2 separate regions of the Anas platyrhynchos genome follow, and region 2 is linked to region 1. The links are chromatin contacts, called in public Hi-C maps. All regions are on one chromosome and are shown on one strand. Each heading gives the region's core, a stretch centred on a gene start, on an enhancer-like site or on the middle of the called end of the contact. The rest is flanking DNA. Distances are from core to core; before and after follow the strand shown. Region 1 overlaps PRRX1 (paired related homeobox 1). Region 2 overlaps KIFAP3 (kinesin associated protein 3).

Region 1 (3,071 bases), core at 97-2,596:
TCCTGATGAATTCCAGCTCTCGGGGCAAGAGCAGATTTGCTGCCTGAGCAGCTCATCAGGACGTGGAGAGGGTCCTGGCCAGATCCCGAGCGGCTCTTTGGACGCTCGCCCTGCCCAGCAGTCTTGCTGACTGGATGGAGTTTCTCCTGTAGGAAAATTTCTCTAGCCAGAAACAGGGGGGGGGAAATTTGGGTGGAATATGAACTGGACGCTGCGATAGGATGTAGTGACTTGTTAACAGCTCGGCTGGCTCCCCTCACCTCTCTTCTCTCCTTCCCCTTCCAGGAACACCAGGCACCAGGAGGTCCTGGGCTGCCACTCCAAGGCCAACGCTCACTTGGTACAGGCACGACAAATCCAGACTGTCTGGGACAGGGCTTTAAACACTGGTGTAACCTTTTCTTAGCCTCTGGAGGTGAGAGAGGAGCCCAGAAAGTTAATGCAAACTGAAATGGATGTTCACTGGCTTGCTCATCAAGCCTCCCTTCCCAGACGCCAGGCTTTCCATGGCAGGAGGCAGCCCTCAGCCTCAGCACTGCTGCTCTGCTCCCTGCCCAATCTGCATCCTCTGGATGTCCTCATCTGAGAGAAATTTCTCTCAAAACGAGGCTGCCATGGTCCCAGCAGACACACAACGTTTCTCCGCTCAGCTCCCACCCCGGCCTCACAGCATCTTCTGTGGGTACAGGGTAGCAGGCAGCCGGGCCCAGCAGAGAGAGAGGGAAAGGAAGGGAAGTGGCAGGTTAGGTGAGCATCACGCGTTCACAAATCAATGTATGAAGTGAAAAACGTGAGCAGAGCCAGCAAATCTCGGTGCTGGAGGGCCCTGGGCTGTTACAACACAAGTGACAAAGCACAAAGCCCCGCAGGCCTGTGCCACGGGGCTGGTGGCGACGGTGTCTACACACGTCAGCTTCAACTGATGGCATCTCTAACACAGAGCCTTTGAAAAGGACTTTTCTCCACAGAGACTCTCCATGTAAGAGACTGAATTTACGCTGCTTCATCCCCTCATGGGGAGGGACTGCCAGCAGCCTTCACCACGTCCCATGGGACTGCTGGGATTTAGCAGCCCCTTGAGACGTCTGCACCCTCCCCAGAGCAGCCGGCGGGTTCAGAAGTTACATCCCACGGACAGAAACCATCCAGCAGGCTTTTCTTGGAGGAACCAGGCTAAGAACACAACACCCTGGTGTCCTGAGCGTAAAGCTTCAAGGACAGTTCAGAGGGAAAGCACGATCAGGGCCTCGGACGACAGCTCCTCCGGCCAGGCCGTGGTGTTCTCGCTTCACAGCTCCATAATCCACCCCAAAGCCCAAGCCTCCTTTCGGAAAGGCAAGTAGGGTGGGGAACCAGAAACGCAGTGATTCATCCTCCCCAGAAACAGAGGCCCAAGTCTGGAATATTGTGACACTTGGTAAATCCTCGTGATGCACTTCATTATGCAAGAGAGGCCCAGCAGGAGCACAGCTCCCTCAGGGCTCCTTCGTATGGGTTTCAAAACCGATTAAATATATCATAAACAACTTGCAACCAGGAATAAACACCTATAATCCCATCAAGCCATGCTGGTGATGTCAAAAACCACGGCAGCAAACTCGGAGTTGTCAGGGGGAAAAAAAAAAAAAAGGAGAAAAAACAAGAATATAGCCTTGAAGGAATTATGGCCCCGTAATTTTGCGTCTGCCTTGTCAGAGCATTCGGCTTTAAAGTTTGCCAGCTCCTCCCAGCCACTCCTGCTTATACGTTGTCCGTGCTCTTGCTCCCTCTTTCCAGGCTCCCTAACATCATGTATTTGGATGCCTGTTGCACCTCTGCTGAAAGGCAAAAGGCTCATGCCCCCGAACGCAGACAGCAAAACCACCTCATGCCTGAGCAGAAATATTCCACTGGCCTCAAAAAGAGCTTTTTGCATGACTCAAGGCTGCTGGTCAAGCCTTTAAACACTAATACTCATCAATTGGCATCCACATAAGCGGCCCATTGAATCGCATGCAATGACTCGTGTGAGTAAGGATTGCACAAATTAACCCTGAGATAATATTTTCCCATGCGATCACTGCTTTCTACATCATCAAAAAGATGGAAAATAGACTGGCTAGTAGTGGAAACTCGGTGCAGATGACAGAAAGCTGATGTTCATTAAGAGCATTCTAGCAGTTTAGACCAAACCTTTAAGTTTTATGAGAGATTTCAAAATCTAATTTTCATGGAAATGTTTTCATTACATTAAGGGGAGTAGGGTGGGGGGGAGTAAAAACCTTCAGCAAAATCTTTTTCGAATTAAAAAGTTGGAAGCTTTGTGCAGATGGATTGAAAACACAAATACCATCAGCAAATTATGAGACCATGAGAACCAGGAAGCAAAACTGATTATGATCAAAAAAAAAGTGAAATTCACAAACAAATAAAAGTCTAGTTTCGGCCGTCAAAAGGAAGGCGGCACGGCCAGCACTTGCAAACTGAGTCAGCGCCCTCCTTCAGCTTCACATGGCTCCTTTTTTCTTTTGTTAATAGTAAGCCGGTTATTATTTGTTTTTTTAAATAAAAAAGTTTGGTTCCAAGTTTGTGACAGTCACATTTCCATCTTTTGTCTGCATCCAGAAGATCTAGAAATTTATGTCAAAACTAGATATTTTTTCCACTTCGAATTGTAGGATTCAGAGATGCAAGAAAAATATCAGCGTGAGACATTTGACCGAAAAATCACGCCCCAGCTAGCCTGAGAGTGAAATTAAAAAGATGCAACACACGTGGAAAGAAGTGAATGAAGCTTTTAACTGGTTTTCTGCGTTGGTTACCTGGCCTGCTATCCAAGCTTTATCCCCAAGAATGTGGCTCACCCTTCCTGCGAGGAGCCTCTAGGACACACGCGGCACTGCTGGCACACGGAAAGATTTCTCCCGCAAGAACACCGCTGAATTTTTCACGCAGACAGCCCAAACGACAAGTGCCTTAAAAAGAATATCAACCCGATCCCAAATTTTTCCACATCAGCTGCTGGATGAGGAGGACTTGGGTGCGGAAAGTCCTTTCTGGCAGCAGCCTGTAGGGATGCTCACTGCTGCCGG
Region 2 (3,545 bases), core at 459-2,958, 210 kb after region 1:
AGTAGTTTTTAACTGGACTCTGTTTTACATTGCCAGAGTGAATTTTCCTTGCAGGAAGTAGCCAGAAGGTTTATTTAGTTTCCAGACTGCTGCTTTGATCTTTCCATTCTGTCACTTCTCAGGTTACATAGCCCTTTTTCACTGCAGTAAATCTGCAACAGTTAATGAGAATAAAATTTCCTCCTTCTCACTGATCGCATGCTGTTAAATGCCAAACCACAGCCAGCAGCATATTTGCAGAATTCAGCTGCACTGTACAAAAACAGCACAATCAGTTTAATCTTGTTGTTTTTGTAATTCATTTTATTGAGCTTTCCTTTTTCAAGTGACCTATTTTATCAAGACAAGTGGTTGCAAGGCCAGACCTGGAAGAAAGATTTAAAACTGTAATAAAGTGAAGGGTATTTTGTATGCTACGTATAAGCGTGCTCACAGGATTCAAAATTAAACATACAACGAGTAGTTCTTAAGTCCCATATATCGGTGGGATATTTCTGATCGTTATTATCTGAAATGAGCGTGTGCTGCAAACAAGTCTCTGGTATTAAAAAACAAATGAACATATCAAATTAATTTCTTTTGCCAAATAGTTGAAATTGCGTTGATTATAAAATTTGACACGGAATCTGTCTTTATCAGCCTCAGTCATGCATGTATGATGACAGCTACCCTTCTCTCCCTCTGGAAAACAAAAAGATTTTTTTAACCATGGGATTTAAGGGGAAAAAAAAAAAAGTCTACAAGTTTAGAGAGTTTATTTGCCTTCTGGGTTTTGAGTTTTTTTAACTTTTGCTGTTTTTTCCAAGACTCCCTGCCCAACTTTTAGCCTAGAAACATTTTATTTTCCTTCCATTTAATTAAAGTTGAAATTTTTGCATAATAATGTTGCTCAGAGATGTAGATCTCCAAGAAAATATTCAACATCTGTATTTGTATCTGGCGCGTTCCCTGGTGTATCTAGTGGTAGAGCAAAGAAAAGTGGTAAGAGGCGCTCAGATTTACTTCCTTCTTGATTTCCACTAAAACGATCACTGGCCTGGGATGGATTTTGACAGGACTTCACTAGGGCCCTGCGTTGATAAATAAACGGGTTGAAATCTGGATAATCCTCTCTGGTGGCAAAAATATTGAATGTTTATTCATCAGTAATAATGCTCCCATTGCATTTGCTGTGTGTGCTCTAGCGAACACTGCAAATCCCCTAGTAATGTTAACTTTCAGAAGAGACTTTGAAAGCTTTTATTGGCTGCAGCTGTAACCCAAGGCAGAGCAGATTTTTTTTTTTGACTCTTCCCTCCTTCCCTGCAGCATCTGGATTATCCTCCCTGTCGAGTTGCCTGGTTCTTGGTGCTGAGCCTGGAGGCAGCACGACTATCAGCCAGTAACCTGTTGGCACAGCTCTGGGTATTTGTGCACAAGGGGGAACTTTTTTCCCCGTTTGTACTGAAGCACAGAGCTGAGTGGCAGTGCTTGGACTTGAGGAGCTTGTATAAATATTTAAAGGAATAATTGTTCAGCTAGTCCAAGGCACTGAGAACTGGCATTTCTGCTTCGACTGCTTATCTGGGAGCGCATTTCCATAGTGACCCTGATCTGTAACTTAGCACAGGAAGCAAGAAACACTTCTCGTCTGGAAACAGGAAGGCTGCTCGGAAGCCTGTGCAAGATGTGGATCAGATCCTGCGCTGATACAGGCAGTGACAAGTCACCTCTGTGGAGCTGCCACTTCAGGATCTTATTCTGCTCTGGCTGTTGGCTGAAGCTGCCGTACAAAGCATAATACTGACATCACCAGAGCTCAGTAAAAGAGATGTTTGAAACAGCCCCAAGCCAGACTTATTGCTGGGTTAAGGTGAAGGCAATGTGCTCTTCAATTTATGGTGTTGACACAAATACTTTAGTCTGCCCAAGAAGAGAGGGGGAGGAAAAGACATCTTCCTTGATTATTTTTTTTATTGCCTGTTTCTGAGGGCCTTTTTTTATGTTGTAGTTTTTAATTAATTTTTTAGAAATGGATGTATCTAATCAGCGGGTTTGGGCAGTTGTTGAGCCAAGAGCATAGGAGAGGTTTCTGTCAGGCTTATAATGGAAATTCAGAACTCTTGGTTTCTGTTCCAGCTCTGACTGTGCACTTGACCTTTAACAAATCCTGTGCAGAATAGCTGAGAAACTCCCCTACCATGTGGAGGAGCTGTGCGTCTGGGTGAGGGAACGCTGGGGAAGTTATTCTGATGGCTTTCGGAGGAACAGGAGAGTTGCATGAAACACCTGAGTCGCTAGTTTCCCTGCTGGCTGTCATCTGGATAAGTTGCTTTCCTAGCAGTTGAGAAAGTCTTTTTTTTTTTTTTTTTTTTTTTTTTTTTTTTTATTGAGGGGTGTTGTAGATGAAGGCTTCTGATTCTTTTCTACTGGTCTAATTTGAGTCTTCTAATTACTGCAATTGATCATCTGATGTCTTTAATGTTTGGTTTGGTTTTCTGTCAATACTGCAGCTGGGAAACTGAGGTCATGGAGAAAAAGCAACTTGCCTGGGATCACACAGCAGGTAACTGACAGAGCAAGAAACTGAGCCCGAGTCCCGGGTTGCTTTCACAGAGCTGAGATGGCAAGCTCCATGGCTTTCAAGCAAGGTTCTGCCTGAATTTGGCTGAGCAGGGTCATTTGTTTTCAGCTCAGTGCTTTCTTCCCCTTCAGTTGGGAAATATGTTTTTTAAATGCTGCCTTCCCACCAGTGAGTTCTGGCACGCTGGTTGCTTGATGCGTAGCTGGAGCCTGACACAGAAGATGCAGTGCTCGCATATCCACAATTGTCAGATCTGCATTTGTTTATAATTAAATGGCAGAAACAGCGGTATTGTGCTGAGATACAACTGGGCACCCAGTCCAGAAACAACTGGAAACTTTAAGTCATTAAGTGCACTGCAGAAAGCTGGATCAGAAGGAAGGGGAGACATGATCATATCCATAAAAGCTGTATCATCATGCACAAGGGAGCTAAAATAACATCGCCTGGGTTCGTTCTGACATCTCTTATCTTTTGAGCAAATACAGTATTACCCTTAAAAGAACATTAATATTAAATGCTAACGTAGAGGCAGGCTTGGTGTTTGATGCAGAGTCCCTGCCCCAAAGCTCCCCTCCCACTTGAGCCTGAGGAATAGAAAGTATGGGGGAAAAAAAGCTTCCCAGATAGGGGAGAAAGTGGGGCTGTAAGAGGCAGAATTTAAGAGGCTTGTGGTTTATAGTTTAACGTCATTACCAGTAGTGGGAGAATCTATGGTTACAGAACATTTATATAAAGAAATGTGTTTTGTTTTTTTTTTAAAGGGTTCTCAGTTGTATGCTGTTTCTCTCTAACCAATGGTTTGCCTTCGTACTTTGAAGAACAGGAAAAATTATGGCTGGCAATGCAAAACTGAAGCAGCAGCTGGCACAGAAGTAAACAGGATCATCTTCTCAATTGCTAGACCCTAAGCAAAGGCAAAAGCTTTATGCCGTTTTCTGATGACTTCCACTGTTTCATGATGTTTATTATGAAAATAATT

The links. Hi-C and Micro-C count contacts between places; a contact is called where the count stands out from the background.
Region 2: a Hi-C map of skeletal muscle shows a contact between it and region 1, with 1.9 times the contacts expected there. The contact joins two enhancer-like sites. A contact is called at or near these places in 2 of 8 Hi-C or Micro-C datasets (liver and skeletal muscle).

What each region holds. Positions count from the first base shown.
Region 1 is chr8:17,247,340-17,250,410 of IASCAAS_PekinDuck_T2T, forward strand. All of the region lies in intron 1 of PRRX1 (paired related homeobox 1), which reads right to left. Among named protein-coding and RNA genes, the nearest start is that of PRRX1, 6.2 kb to the right of the region's middle. Within about 2 kb of position 1,347, at least 3 of the 8 cell types and tissues checked have an H3K27ac peak or open chromatin away from gene starts, as enhancers often do.
Region 2 is chr8:17,459,238-17,462,782 of IASCAAS_PekinDuck_T2T, forward strand. The region is part of intron 19 of KIFAP3 (kinesin associated protein 3); the gene reads left to right. Among named protein-coding and RNA genes, the nearest start is that of SCYL3, 13 kb to the right of the region's middle. Within about 2 kb of position 1,709, at least 1 of the 8 cell types and tissues checked has an H3K27ac peak or open chromatin away from gene starts, as enhancers often do.